Regions from separate parts of the Anas platyrhynchos genome. Here region 1 is linked to region 2. A link is a contact called in public Hi-C data. All regions are on one chromosome and are shown on one strand. Each heading gives the region's core, a stretch centred on a gene start, on an enhancer-like site or on the middle of the called end of the contact. The rest is flanking DNA. Distances are from core to core; before and after follow the strand shown.

Region 1 (7,148 bases), core at 3,817-6,316, 61 kb after region 2:
CCCCGGCGCAAGGCGTGAGCCTTGTCCCATGCCTGGGGTGGGAGATGAGCCTGTTACGAGGAGGTGAGGGCTGCAAACACAGGGCTCTGTGGTCCTTGATTTTCACCTGTGATGTTACCTTCTGTCTCTAGAAGATGTGTGTGGTAGGATGGGAAGAACTTGTCCACGACATCTGGAAGGAGCCACCCTGCCCCGACAGACCCCCGGTGATGCCGCAGCCTCCTCCAGCAGGGGTTTGTAGCGAGCAGGAGGGACGAGGGGGATTTTTCCCCTTTTGTTTTCCTGCGTGCTGCTAACTATTGTCAGATGATTTCACTGTTCTGCATATAAACATATGCTTCTTCTCGGAGCCTTGCCAATTTCTTGGCTTCAGCAGCTTCTTCTGGGAGTTGGACCACGCTCGGTTCGTGTAGAGCAAAGAAGCGCTGTTAATGCCTGTCGCTTTGGGGGGGTTCTGCTACGGGGGAATTACGGGCTGGAGCTTGGTCCCCGTTCAGCATTCATCTCCTGCCTTGAAGACAGCTTCATCAGCGGCGCTTTCTGCTCCTGCAGAAGGTGCCCGAGGCAGAGCCAGTTGCCCCTAGCAGGAGGATTCACGAATCACCTGAGATCCGGGGCCGCGAGGCGCTGGCTGAGTTACCATGGTGAAGGATTTGCTGGGGTTTGAAGCACTTGGAGGACTCGGTGGCTTGCGGTGAGATGATCCACGGCGGAGAGAAGCGGAGGGGAGAGGGAAAGGCACCGGTCCCTTCCCAGAGGGGATTAGGAACTAATGGAGAAGGGATTTGGAGGGCTGATAAAAGAACCCTGTGCCTCGTGATGGTTCATCCGAGTCTGCCCGAGGCCCCAGGTAGATCAGAAGGTTTCCAGGTGCTGGTTCCTGCGTGAGAAGGGCGATCCCGATGCCACCAGAGGCAAAATAAAGCAGCAGAGGGGCAGCTTCCCCACGCCGCTGCGGTCCAGCAGCCAGGGAGCCCCGTGGAGAGCCCAGCTCTGCAGGAACCAGCCCGGCGAGAGGATGCGGTGTGCCTGTTGGGTTTTTGGGAGGTATGAGGAGGATGGAGAGATCATTTCCAGGCCTGGAGAAGCAGCAAAAGAGGCTGCAATGGTCCGACGTGAAGTGTGGCTGTGATGAGCAAGAGGCTGAGGAGCGGTGCCGTAATTAGGGCAGGGGATCCGGGCCGGTGAGTGAGTCACTGGGAGATTAGGCAAATCTCCGCAGGATTATTGTTATTACAAGGGAAAATCCTGCAGATGTTTGCTCGCAACAGCTTGAGAAGTCACCTTGAAAGGGGAACTTTTCCAGGGCGCTGACCTTAGGAGGATGCCTCTCAGTGCAGGGGGGGTTTGGGTGCCGGACTGTGGCAGGTTGAGGCTGTCTGGAGGTGGGAAGCAGCGACCAAAAGCCCCAGAAGCTTGCATGGGGCTGGGCTTTGGTGCTGCTGGATGCAGGCGGAGGCATCCTGTAGATTTCCCTGTGTCCCTTTAGGTTTCCATCCCGTATTTTTCTCTCTCATTAACATCTGCTGCGACGCGGGGCCGGGCTGGCAGCGATGTTTTTGGAGTCCTTCCCCCTGTAAAAGGCTCGAAGCCCTGGGAGCTGGCCCAGCACAGCACCCAGCTGGGCGACCTCCTCCAGATGCGGGGTGGATCCGGGCAGCCCTGGCCATCCTGTGCCAGCTGCCTCGGCTCCTGCTGCTCCCTGCAATCTGCTGCAGCCGCCTGCTCCGAGCCTCCCCAGGAGGAAATTCCCCCCGGGGCTCCCCTTTAACCGTGCAGGATGGCACCAGCAGCAGCAGCAGCAGCGAGGGAGGAGGCGATGCTGCCCCAGGGACCCAAAACACTGCTCTGGGGCTCTCGGGGGCACCTCGTACGTCCCTGGGGTGGCTGCAGTAACCCCGGGCAGGGTGATTCCTCCTCCTTGGGTCCCTGGCTGCCCGTGGAGCTGTGTCTGTAGGGCTGGGGTGAGCCGGGGTTTGTTGCCTCGGGCAGGCTCCCCAGCAGCCAGGGAAGCTGGCCGCCAGTGCGAGGCAGCCTCTGGTCCTTCTGGTTGAAATATTAACTTTCGGAGCATGAAATGGTTGGTAATTAGGCAGCAGAGCTTGGGCACGCAGCTGCGCGAGGCCGTAGCTCCAGGACGTGAGAAGTGCCCTTCCTGGTGGGTTTTTCTTTTTGGCAAACCGTCGGCCTCGTCGGTTGCTTTTGATGCACGGGCGCAGGGAAGAGGGGGGTAATTGGATTATGACAATCCGTGTGGTCTGCGCAGGAGGGTTGTGCTGTGATGGATTGCTTGGATCTACCTTGGAAGAGTGCCGCAGCTCGGGCCACTGCTGTTTAACCCCTCTCTTTTTCCACGCTGTGGATTAACCTGGCTTAGCCCGCTGCAGGCAGGGGAACGAGGACATGGCAGCCCCATAACAGCCTCCTGCTCACTCCCAGCCCTCTGCCGTTTGGGCTGATGGGGTTTTGCTGGACAAATCCCTCACCAGCAGCCATCGTTTGGGGTCACGGCTGCGGTTTGTGAACCCAGACACGCAGCAAAGCTGCGGTCCCCCCGCCGGTGGCTTCCCGACAGCGACCTGCAGCAAATGAGCGGGGCAGTCTGCAGGCAGCCGCTGACCTCTGCTCGCTCTTCCCATCCCTCTGAATTAGCAGGGCCTCGTTAAAGCTGCCACAGCTCTGCTGGCTCACCCTGAGCCGTGCTGGCTCTGCTCCGTGCTGCTGCGGGGCTGCCGAGCTCCTCGGGTGCTGGTAGGCGCAGGAGGGGCTGGCACGCGGAGCCCGAGGGCTTTGCTGCTGCTGCTTGGGAGGTGGAGGGGGGATTTTTCTGCTGGCTGGTGCCTCAGCCAGGCTCTGAGACGAAGCCGCAGCCTCTCTGTTCATTGCCAGTGATAAAGATCCAGCGAGCTGAGTGGTTTCAGCGCCGCTGCCCTGCCCTTGTCCTCTGCCTTCTGCTAGGGAAATGCACAGAAAGCGCAAAAATCCAGCTCCAAGGAGCCCAGGATTCCACCAGCCAGAACATCTGCATCAGCTCAGACGCTTTCTGGTGCAGCAGGCAGGGCAGAACGGGGTGGCTGCATTTATTCGGGACCCCCACAGGGGGTCCCTTTGCAGTGTAATTAGGGCACCCCGAGGTGCTGGGGGAACCCCTCCATGGGGCCGTGCAGCCCCAGCAGCTCAACCTGCCTCGTGCCTCTGGCCGCTCTTACGCAACGCGAGGTTTCCCTGCGCCTGGAATTCTCCTCCGACAGCCTCATAATTTAGCAGAGTGATGTTTTGTTTTTTTTTTTTTTTTTTCCTATGCCTTTCCCCAAGCTGTCATCATCCCGGGAGAGCCAGCTTTGAAGGCAGCGTCGAGGTAACCGCGGGTCGGCCGCTCGTTAGGTGCAGCGCTCCGCTGGGGCCGAGAGCGTGAGCCAGGATGAGGCACGAAGCGTTAATTCCTGACCCTGCCAGCTCACTAAAAACAACAAGCACGGCCTGGGTAGCCAGGTGAGGCTCTCGTTCCTCCTGTTTACAGCGAGTGCCTTCATTAAACAGCCCCCTCGTGCGCCACGGGGCCGTTTGTGCCGCTAATGAGAGGGCGGCGTGGTTTGCGTGGGAGCTGCCCGGCTGCTCCCCCTGTGCTGGGAAGGATTTCAGGCCAAAAATGATTTTCTGCTGCCGGCCACATCGATGTGGGGGGATAAAAAAGGTTTGGGGAAGGTGGAGAGAGATTTTTAATTGGATGCTCACGCTCAGAAATGTCTCTGGTAACAGATCTGAAGAGCGCTCTGGCCTCGTGCTCCCGCTCAGAGGATGTTTGGTGCTCAGAGGATGTTTGGAGCTCAGAGGATGTTCGTTTTCCTCTCGTTACTGGGAAGAGGAGCTGAGGTCGTGGGGTTTACCTTTTGTCGGAGCACGGTGAGGGCGTGCAGAGGAGGTGTCCTCAAAGGCAGCAGCAGTGCCCGGCCGTAGCTGCGGCTCTCTGCAGAACAAAGTCGTGTCGAGTCGCGTGCTCGGCGAGGGAAGGTGCAGGGAGGCAGAGCAGCTCGCGGGCGATAATCATGGGGACCGTGCTGGTGGCTGGCATGAAAGCTGTGTGATTGCTGAGCACAGCCTCGCAGGCAGCCAGCAGCCTGGTGGGTGATGGCTGTGCTGCAGGAGAGCTGCTCCGAGCGAGCTCCTAGGCATCGGCCGGCTCCAGGAGGGCGTTGCTGTACCTGGAGCTCCTTCAGATCCTCTGCTCGCCTCTCCCCAGGGGCTCAAAAACCTGTGGGCTCCGTCTGTGCCACCCCAGTGGGGGCCCTGGTGGGACCTCGTGGGCTGGGCACCTCCTCCCTCGCCCCTCCTGCTCGGAGGGGCTGTAAAAAGGCTCCCGGCAGCCAGGTTGTGAACGTTTCACATCCAAGCGTTGGTTTCTGCTCCGAGAAATGCGAAGCATGTGCCCCAGCCCGCAGGAAGGCCACTTAATAAATGTTAGAAGTAAATAATAGAGATTAATAGCAATAACACGTCGCAAACATAGGCCTTGAGTAAATCCGAAGGTTAACAAACAAATAATAGTGATAATCTTGTGTGGTTTTTACTCCCTTGGCTTTAAAGGCGGACTTTGAAGAGGTTTCTCTGGAGCTGGCTTTGCCGTGTGGGCGCAGCCAGGAGGCTCGTGCTCGTGTGCTGGAGGCTCCCATCGGAGGGAGCTGTGATGGAGCAGGAGGTGACAAGAGCACAGGAGGTGACCGGAGCGCAGGAGGTGACCAGAGCTCACATACCACCTGGGGACATGACCGGTGGCCAACCCACGCTGGGACTTTCGGAGCCTGCAGCTGCAGATCCTGGAGAGGGGCTGGCGCTGAGTTTGCAGCATCTGTCGGTAAAACCCACCGTGCACATCAGGGGCTGAGCCTGCCCCTGCTTCCGAGCTCCGGCAGTAAAATCCCTCTGGTGCTCTTGGAGCAGCGAAGGGCGTTTGGCATCGGCCGGGGGAAGGCAGGGTGAGGCCGCCTGAGTGCTCGGGAAGGGGCTGTGCTTCGTTCCCGGCCTTCCCAAGCAGCAGCTCTTGCCACCGACCACAAGGGCTGCAAATTGCTGCTCAGCCCCAGCAGCGGCGCCTTATTTTTAGCTGTGGTCAGCCTCGAGTCGCAGCCGAGCCGGGGCGATGTGTGCGCTCAGAATTGGCTCCATCTGCTCATTTAGAGCCAGTTCCACAATGAGCGATCACTTGGGGAGGGAAAAAACGATCTCTGACCAGAGCGATGGGCTCGTAACTCCCCTGGATTTGGTGATACAGGAGGAGAAACCCTAAGAACAGGAGCTGCTCTCCAAGCAGAGGCTGCAGCATCGGGCACAGGATGGCCCCTGCCTGGCACAGCCCCCGTGCCGTGCCGTGGGGAGCTCCTGGTGACCCGGGCTGGCTCCTTGTGTTGCTGAACCCCTGCCTCTGCCAGCTCGGGATGGATAAAAGCTCAGCCCTGGCATTGTCCTAGCACCAGGCAGGGCTTGGAGCACGCCAGGGGTGGCCAAAACAGGGAATCGATGGCGAGCTGGGATGGGGAGCGGCGCCGTGGCCGCCTGGTGCAGGATGTGCTCGGGTCACTCTGCTTTTGGCAGCGAAGCTCTGAGCGGTCCCCCAGGAGGCCAGGAAAATCCGGTGCACTTAACGAGGTGCAGCCTGCAGCTTTCCTGCAAAGGCACCTCCTGTACCCATTTGGCCACGAGAGGAAGGGGTTGCAGTCCTAATTGCAGCTGGCACGGGCACAGGGTGAAGGCTCGGGCTTTTAGCAGGGTTTTTTTGCTGATGGTTTTAGCGCAGAGGCAGCAGAGCAGGGTTTTTTGGGTTTTGCTGAGCTCGGTGGTACCACGCAGCCCCGCAGGGCTGAGCTCTGCCACCGGGCACACTCTGCTGCCCTTCGTCGCGCTCAGGGTTGCATTTTGGTGAAAGGTTTGGGGGGGTGGAAAAAAAGGCAGGGCTCCCCGGGTGCTCCTGGGCACCCCAAAACCACTCCGGTGCTGGGGGGGCCGTGGCGCAGGGTGCTGGGGGTGCCCAGGGCTGCAGCAACCCCGTGTTTGAGCCCCCAAAAAAGTGCTGCTGGCGCCCAGCTGGCCTCTACCTGTCCCTCCTCGGCCACCTTCAGCACCAGCACCCCCCAACCAAGAAAATGCTCCCATTGCAGGCAGGGTGCCCCCATCCCAGCCTCTCCTGAGCACCCCAAAAGGTTGCCAGGGACCCCAAGTGGGGGGTGGCAGCTCCTGGGCACTGGAGGCTGTGGTGATGGGGAGATCCGTGCCCGAGTGGTGGGGGACAAGGGTGGGGGGACCCCAAGGAGTCTGTGGCTGGTCACAGCGGTGGCCCCGTGCCACCAGCCCTGGGAACGGCAGCATTTTGCTGCCCTCTAGTGAGGCCCGGCCACCGGGCTCCCTCTGGGGTCCCCATGGCACCACCACGTCCCCTTGGGGACCCTTGGGGCAGGGGCACGGCCTTTGGGGTCTCCAGGCACGACCCCGTGGGGTGGTGACCCTTGTGGTTTGGTGGTGGGCTTGCTGCCCGTGTCCTCTGCAGGGCAAAAAGCCCCCAAAGCAGGTTTTTTTTCCCCATTTCCTACAACCCCATGGGATCCATCCTGCCCCTGGGGCTGTGGGGTTTGTCCCCAGGTTTCCATCCCCTTCCCCCGGTACCAGCCCTTAACGCCCAGGAGCCGTTTGCTCTGAGTCCTGCCCGGCCAGCTGGTGCTGTGTGTAAATAATACAAATTAATTAGAAGGGAAATCAAAACGAAGCACATTCATAATGAGGCAATCCGCAGGCCCCTGTTGTAATTAATTAGGTTAATAGGGGTGCCTGCACCGTGCAAGCGCTGCGCTGCCCTGCAGAAGGCTCTCGGGGGGGCTCGGGGGAGCGTGGCTGAGCACCGCTGCCCTGTGCCGTGCTCCCCCTGAGCTGTGCTGGGCTTCACGTCGCCAAATCTGGTGCACTTCAGCTCGGGCTGCGTGCGTTTTTTCCTCCTTTTTCCCCTTTTTCCACCCGTGCAGGTGGCAGGGAGCTCAGGCTGGGGTTTGGGGTTTCTCCTGGTGCTCCGCAGCAGCCTGCGGGGTGGGAGAGGAGCGGGCACGGCTCCTGCCTGGTGGGGAGAGCCTGGGCAGCTCCCGTTCTGCTAGGGGAGAAATTCGCCT
Region 2 (6,936 bases), core at 3,594-6,093:
TGGAAATTCAGCCAGCTTCCTTCTGTTGGTTAACATGAAGCAGGGAAGCGTTTGATCCTCTCCACCTGGCAGAGGCACCGAAGGACTACAGTGAGCTGAAGGAATGGGTTCTTTGAATACCATGGGAAAAACAGACAATCCTTTTCAGATGACACAAGCAATCTAGGAGCTGTAATTAATGCTTACATTAAGGCTGAAAGGTGTGCAAATGGGAAAAATATGCCCTGGGACCAAGCAGAAACGTGACACAGCAAGAAAAGGGTAGGTTCAGTTCTGTTGCCGTGTAATCAAGGGCTTATTTACTTCCAAACTTCCTTTTACCTGAGCAACATCAGAAGTCACACAAATGACAGACAAGATACTTACGGGTAACAGAGGAACAGGAGGTTAAGGAAGGAGTAGGTTCTGAAGAGGTGAATTATTGATCGACACAAACTCCAGCCCGTGCCGGTGAGAACGGCGAACCGGGTGATCACCAGGAAAACCGAGCGTGGCAGGGAGACTTTGCCACTCTGCGAGGCCTGCGGGGAGAGAAGGAGCAGGGCTGAGGGGAGACCGACTCACTGCTCCTCCAGGGAGCAAGCAGCAAGCGGGCAGCGCTCAGTCTGTTAAACCAACACCCTAAGCACAAGGAAGAGCTAGTGAGAGGCATCATGTGAGTGCCACCAGAAAGGGGAGGCTGCCTTTAGGCTGGAATCCAGAGCCTCCAGAACCCAGGGCCTCACTCCTCAGGTCAGAACGAGGAGAGGTCTCGGCTTCTTGTTAAGGGCTGGTCCTTACCTAGGCCACCAGCCCACTGTCCTGGACCTGCTGACCACAAAAAGCTTCTGCAGTCAGCAGAAACCAACCTATACTGGCTCCTCCTTAGAGAGCTGGGTAAATTAAAACAGGAGAAGAGCCAAACGCTGCTCTTTGCAAGGAACAAAGCAGCATTACTACAGCCTAGTTGAGACAGCATTGCAGAACCAAGCACAGGAGGACAGTGAGAGTCACGAGCAAAGATCTGAGACGCTTGTTTCTCCCTTCTTCCAATTAGAAACCACACCTAGGTTCCTGACTGGGACATAGCCCACAGTTCATTGGAAAAGGACAGAAGAGTTTGGGACTGCAAAAGGGGCAGGGAACTTCACGTTTCACCCGAGGGAAGCACGGCGCTGAGATTCTCCCGGGGACGTTACCTCCTTCACAATAGCGACGATCAGCCGGCGTGCCAGGACGATCGTCGTCACCGTCAGCACGTTGAAGTCGATCAGATGAAAATTCTGCAGCAACGAGAACAAAACGATTCCGCTTTCCATCAGGCAGCACAGACCCACACTCAACAGAGAAGCTTCCAAGGTATTCTCTTCTCCTTGGGCTCTCTTTTTCAAAATCAGAAAGAGAACACCAAGCAGACAGCCGGTGCCCAAAATTCACCAAACGAAAGCCACACGGGCAGCCCTGCAGGGTCATGTGCAGTTTAAATAAAACAGAGATGGAAAAATTCACGTCTAACAACCCGAGAGAGCCTGTAAAGCTCACCAGGCAGCAGCCGTCCCTTGGTGCTTACCAGCGACGTGTGCGAAGGAGGGTGGGAGGGCGGGTACCACCACACGGTCTTGTAGATGTTGATGTAGTGGACGAACAGCGCAACGAGATGGCAGAAGAAGAGCTGAAGCTCAAACAGCACGCTCCTCTCCACGGGCAGCTCGGGGATCTTACAGTGCCGCAGGGGAACGACTGTCTGCGTTGCCAAGGGTGGGCTGGAAAGGCCTGTACCTGAACCGCTCCTAGCAGGGCAAAGCAGAAGCAGCAGTCACTCCGTGTCAGCACCCCCAGGACTTCCCCAACGCGTCTTCCAGGCAGATGCGAGCAGGAATTTTCCCAGTGAAAGCAATATTTGGAACCAGGCCAGCCTACAGCGCCGGGTGGTTTGGTATTAAACCCCTCGCTTTGAGGCAGGTTCAAAAAGCCGTGGCTGTGTCGGGCTGTTCAAGGGGCAACCGGTGGCCCTCTTAATTAATTGCGAGCGTTTGGGCCTGGAGTCGCTATTTACATTTCTAAGAGTGCTTGAACATGAAATACAAAGCAATTAAACACAAGCCCTTTCTCATTCTTCAGCTTCTATTCAACGATGGGGGAAAAACAAGTTTAGTCAGAGGAGCGTATTCCTGTGCGAGCACGCACACAATTCCAGACACCAACCCTTTTAATCAAAGGGAAGGGAATTAATATACAGCAGAGATATCTCTCCTGATTTGCAATCTCTAAATAACAACAGTCAGAGGAATCTGGGTGTGGGTTTCAAAGGAACCACAGAGCAGGAGGTGCCAAATTCCTACTGAAAATCCCAAAACGAAATCACAGCAGCCTCAGAGCGCGACTGCAGAAAGGCTTCTAGCTGGGGTGGACGCAGGTGGATCAACCCCTGCTTTTTCAAACCGAAGGCTGACAGCCTGAAATAAGTGTGGGGACAACTTTAGGAACCCAAGCTGTGCCTGAAATCCCCCAAGTCCCAGCTTGACAAGTTCTGGACCCCCGGCGGAGGGCTTTAAGCACAGACCCGAGGCCTTTTTAATGCACACACGCTGTCACTTGGGGCTTCCCAGCACACAGACAAATCCCCTGGAGCCCTGTGCTGCATTCCCTACTCCGTGATAAGGATTTCTGTGCACGCTATCACAGCAAAGCGTGTACAAGGTGGATTGCTCCCCTCTCGGCAGCCTTGCAATAACTTGTCTGAATAACTGTCTCCGCACATTTCTTGGCCCAGGGCCACGAGCGGGGAGAGGCTGCGATGGAGCTACCATTGGCTCCGCAGGCAGTTCACAAGGTGCCGCCTGCTTTCGTATTCCTGCTGGTGCACGGCTTCTCGTTTCACCTCTCTCACCTCCGAACCAGAAATGCAAACAACCAGTTGGGCCAGAATCTGCAGAAGAACCAAAGGCAGCCTGCACATCACCTGACCGAGCTGAACTCTACCCTAGAAACACCTCCCGTGACAAACCCGGGGGCACGGAGACCCAATAACCAGAACTCCACCTTTTTGGGTAAAAAAAAACACAAAAACGTGTTTCTGCTTTCCACTGAATGACCCGGCCACCCGCTGTACCTGGTGCGTGAGCGCACGCCCGTGACGGAGGAACTGGTGGAGTGTCCGGAGCCGCCAGCGGCGCCGGGCTCGCAGAGGGGGTTTCGGCAGTAGGACGTGCGGTTGGGACCCCGCCTTCCCCCTGCCATAACAGCAGAGGGTGCGGAGGGTTTGCTCTGCGGGGCAGCTGCCGGCCTCCTCACTGCGCGGCGACGGCTTCGGTCCTTAAAACTGGAAGAGAGAAGGTTTGGGAGTAAGGCTCGGCTGCTCGCCCAGCACCTGCAGTGCAAGGTGACCGCGCTCGGCCCTTTTTTCACCGGGGGCTAAGCCCGGCTCCGGCTCCTCCTGCATTGCCAGGGACACGGCCCAGAGAGCTCCCGACGCTCTCGGGCGTGCAGCAGCTTGCAGGCTGCAAGGGGGCAGGAGGAAGCTTTTCGTGCCTCCCCCCCAACCCAAGGCAGCTCGCAAGGAATTGAATCTGATCCCTGCTCCCCCGGCAGAGCAAGGCGCTCACAGAGACGTTACACAATTTGCCCAAAGGGCTCAATAAGTCAGGGGTATTACCTCGGCCCCCTTTTGCCCCAAATGCTCGCAGCTGTTTTAAAGGCACACCATTGGCTTTTTCCTTTTTGAGCCCTTTTGGGATGGGGAAAAGGCACCTGGAGAGTTTTTAGGGGATGTCTGCATGGTGCAGGGCCCAGCGGGACGCTAGCCTGAAGTCAGCTTTCCTAGGGCTTCCTTGCCACGGAGCAAACAACATCAATAATCCCAGGGCTTAAAAACCTCCTCTGCGTCCTGTTTAAACCATGAAACTTAAACCTATACAATTAAGATACACAACTTAAGGAGAGAATGGGGTGAGAACACAGCATTCCGCCAGAAGCGGGCTCTGAGCCGTGACAAAACTCAGATCAGGTCACACCAAATGTTTGTAATTTATTTTTCTGCCTATTTTTCTCCAGTCTGCAATTAACTGGAAGCAAGAAAACTCACTGCAGGCTCAGGCACCGCTCTCAAACCAATTGCAAGGCTCACACCGGGCTCAGACACCCCCAGCAAACTGCCCTGGTCCTGGACGAGGAGGGGCGGCGAGGAAAGACCCGGGGAAATCAGAGACACCCTGAGGCGGGCACCCCCCGGCGGGGGAGCACCGAGGGGGAGAAGCCCCGGGACGTGGCAGGGAGCTGGGGGGGGGCTCAGGGAGCTGGGGGGGGGCTGCACTGAGGGGCCCCAGGGCACAAGGAGGGGCCTGGGGGGGTCTCGGGGCACCACAGGAGCGGGGCCGGGGGGGGCTCAGGGGAAAGGGGGGGTCGGGGGGCCCGGGAGGGTCCCGGGGGGCCCCTCGGGAGCTGGGGGACGCGGCCTGGGGCTGGGGGCGGCCCGGGGGGGGCTCCTGAGGGGACACCGGGGGGGCTCGGGGGGGGTCCCGGGGCCCTGTGGAGCCGGGGGGCGGCCCCGGGGCCCGCTGCAGGCCTCGGCCGGGAGCCGCCCCCTCAGCGCGGCGGGGCGGGGCGGGGCCGCCTGCGCCTCACGGAGGGCCCCGCCCCGGCTCAGCCGCTCCCGTCCCGGCCCCTCCGGCTCCCCCCCCCCCGGTCCCCTCCGTCCCTCCCGGTGCCGGTGCCGCCCCCGCCCCCTCCCCGCCGCCCTCACCCATCTCCGGCCGCCGCTCCGCCAGCGCCGGGCGCAATATGGCGGGGGGCGACGGCGGCCGGCAGCGGACAAACCTCCGGCACCGCGATAACCACGCCCCCTCGGCACGTAGCCACGCCCCCTCTGTATACAACACAGCACCATCCACACGCAGCCCCGCCCCCTCATTTACATAACCACGCCCCTCGCGGTCCCAGCCCCGCCCCCTCGCTCCCGACCGCGGGTTCGAGTCCCGCCGCCGCCGCTTCGAGCCCCCCCCATCCCCCCGTCCCCCCATCGGGGTCCCCCCCGCAGCTGCCGCTGCCCCCAGCCCCGGTTGCTCGTATAGGGGGGCTGGTGACTGCCTGCTCCTTTTTTCCTCCCAGTTCTCAGAGTGCACAGCCCAGCAAGGCTCTGCTGGGGGGATGCGAGCACCCCGTGCCCCCCCCCCCCCCCCCATAGCATCACCCCGGGGGCTGAGCCCCACTCCGCACCTCCAGCCCGACACCAAAAAAAAAAAAAAAAAAAGGCAAAAAAGCCAGCGTTAGGCCTTTATTGTAAGGGATGAGTAATCGTTTCCAACACCTGCTCAAGGCTTCTTGCTAAATGGCAGCCCTGAGCGCGCCGCTTTCCCCTGCGAGTTATTTTAACGCCGTGATTCACCTTGATCAGTCTTCACCATCTCCACCCGCCGCTCGCTGTGTTGTTCATCGAATTCCTCCGCTCGTGGGCGTTCGGTGCCTCAGTGCAGATGGAGCGTTACACAATGGGGACAGCCACCCCTGCCTAGGCTGGAGGCAGAGCCGCTGCTGAAGGCAGTGAACTTTCAGGACTCGTCTTCTGTTCCTTACTGGGTTTGGGACCTGTGCTGTGCAGAGCCATCAAACCCCACGGCATGCGGATCCTGGGTGCAGCCTCGTGTTCGGAGCCACAATGCCATCAGGCAGGATGCATCAGTGCCACCGCTCTGTTGGAAACCAGCATCGCAGCCCCCACGCTGCTTTTGGGGCAGCTGAAGGAGGTCCTGGTGCTCGCCAGTGCTCCCAGTGAATTCTGGCCCTTCCCTGCTTCCCAGCCACAGGAAAGGCAACGGCATCTTAACCGTGCTCCTTTATTGTCTCTGACACCAGCTCCTCCGAGCTCCATCCCGCTTTGCAAAAGGAGCAGAGTGGAGGCAAACATCTCGATTGAAACACGTGGCAGCAGTGGAAGGCTCAACTGAGCAGCAGCAGCAAAGGTTTCAGCACTGCGCTCACAGAACCGAGCTTCCCGAGCAGCAAAGAGGAATAATATCTACATTTGAGATGGCAGCTCCCCACGGGCCCCAGCTAGCCTGCAGAAATTCCTCCCCCTCAAAGCTTACAAGTGGGGCTCGTATCCAACATCTCCTTCGGGATGTTCCGGCTTTATCAATTAAAGCGGGATTTCCCTCAGCCTCGCCTTGCTCCCCAGAAGCACCATATGTACTCGGCTCCTCGCAGCCCAGAGAGGAGCCGTGTGAGCAGCGCCTCCTGTTCTCCCAGCAGCCAGGGCACAGCTGGTCCCGTTTCCTTTAGGGCTGCTCAGAAGGTTTGGCACAGGCTGCAGGGATCGCCCTCTGCCCACGTGCTCCTTAGGAGAGCAGCGGTGTGGGGTGAGGAAGGGAAGATGTGCACGTCTAAATTGTTTTTCTTGGCTCTGTCCGCGGCAGATGCTCTCGTTCAGAATTAAAAACTCATTCCGTACAAAAAGAATCAGCTGCTCTAACAGCCAAACAGGGAATCCAGCTGGGCTCCGACATCCAAGCTGGACCCAACTTGCCAAATTTGGATGTTCGCAGAGGGCCACATCAAGGCAGGTTTTCAGCCTTACTGAAAACACGGTGCTTTACGTTAAAAAATAGAAAGTTATAAAATAAAGCTCGTCGTCATTTGCTTTATTTAAGAATTTAAATATCAACTTGAAACTAGGGGTAAGGAACGGGCATAGTATGAAGCAGGGAGTGCTCTGCAGCACTGCTGGGAAATACTTCCATGGAGGAGGAGACGTGCCTGCATCGTACATCTCACTGTACTGTATTTTTATTGTTTATGGCCTTTACCACCATCCTACAAATAACGAGAGGTGGATTAGATCTTTGGGCAAAGCAGGAGACTAAAGCTCACCTGCACTTGTCTGCCCGCAGCCAGCTGAATGCCCCCTCCAGTGGCGGTGTCAGCGTACAGGGAGGTTGTGTGGGCGACTCAGACTTCAGCTCT

What was found. A called contact is a pair of places that touch in the nucleus more often than the background predicts.
Region 1: a Hi-C map of liver shows a contact between it and region 2, with 4 times the contacts expected there. The contact joins the enhancer-like site here to the promoter of TMEM39B in region 2. A contact is called at or near these places in 4 of 8 Hi-C or Micro-C datasets (F1 follicle, liver, skeletal muscle and 1 more).

Annotation. Positions count from the first base shown.
Region 1 is chr24:1,269,250-1,276,397 of IASCAAS_PekinDuck_T2T, forward strand. The region is part of intron 1 of ADGRB2 (adhesion G protein-coupled receptor B2); the gene reads left to right. Among named protein-coding and RNA genes, the nearest start is that of ADGRB2, 12 kb to the left of the region's middle. Within about 2 kb of position 5,067, at least 2 of the 8 cell types and tissues checked have an H3K27ac peak or open chromatin away from gene starts, as enhancers often do. A contact at or near this core is called in F1 follicle, where this site is marked.
Region 2 is chr24:1,208,730-1,215,665 of IASCAAS_PekinDuck_T2T, forward strand. TMEM39B (transmembrane protein 39B) reads right to left here and starts at 4,844. Exons shown (of 9, transcript XM_038167396.2): 1 at 4,721-4,844; 2 at 3,092-3,301; 3 at 1,550-1,769; 4 at 1,179-1,262; 5 at 367-521. The coding sequence starts at 3,219. It overlaps KHDRBS1 (KH RNA binding domain containing, signal transduction associated 1), which reads right to left. Exons shown (of 11, transcript XM_072027499.1): 11 at 5,237-6,936.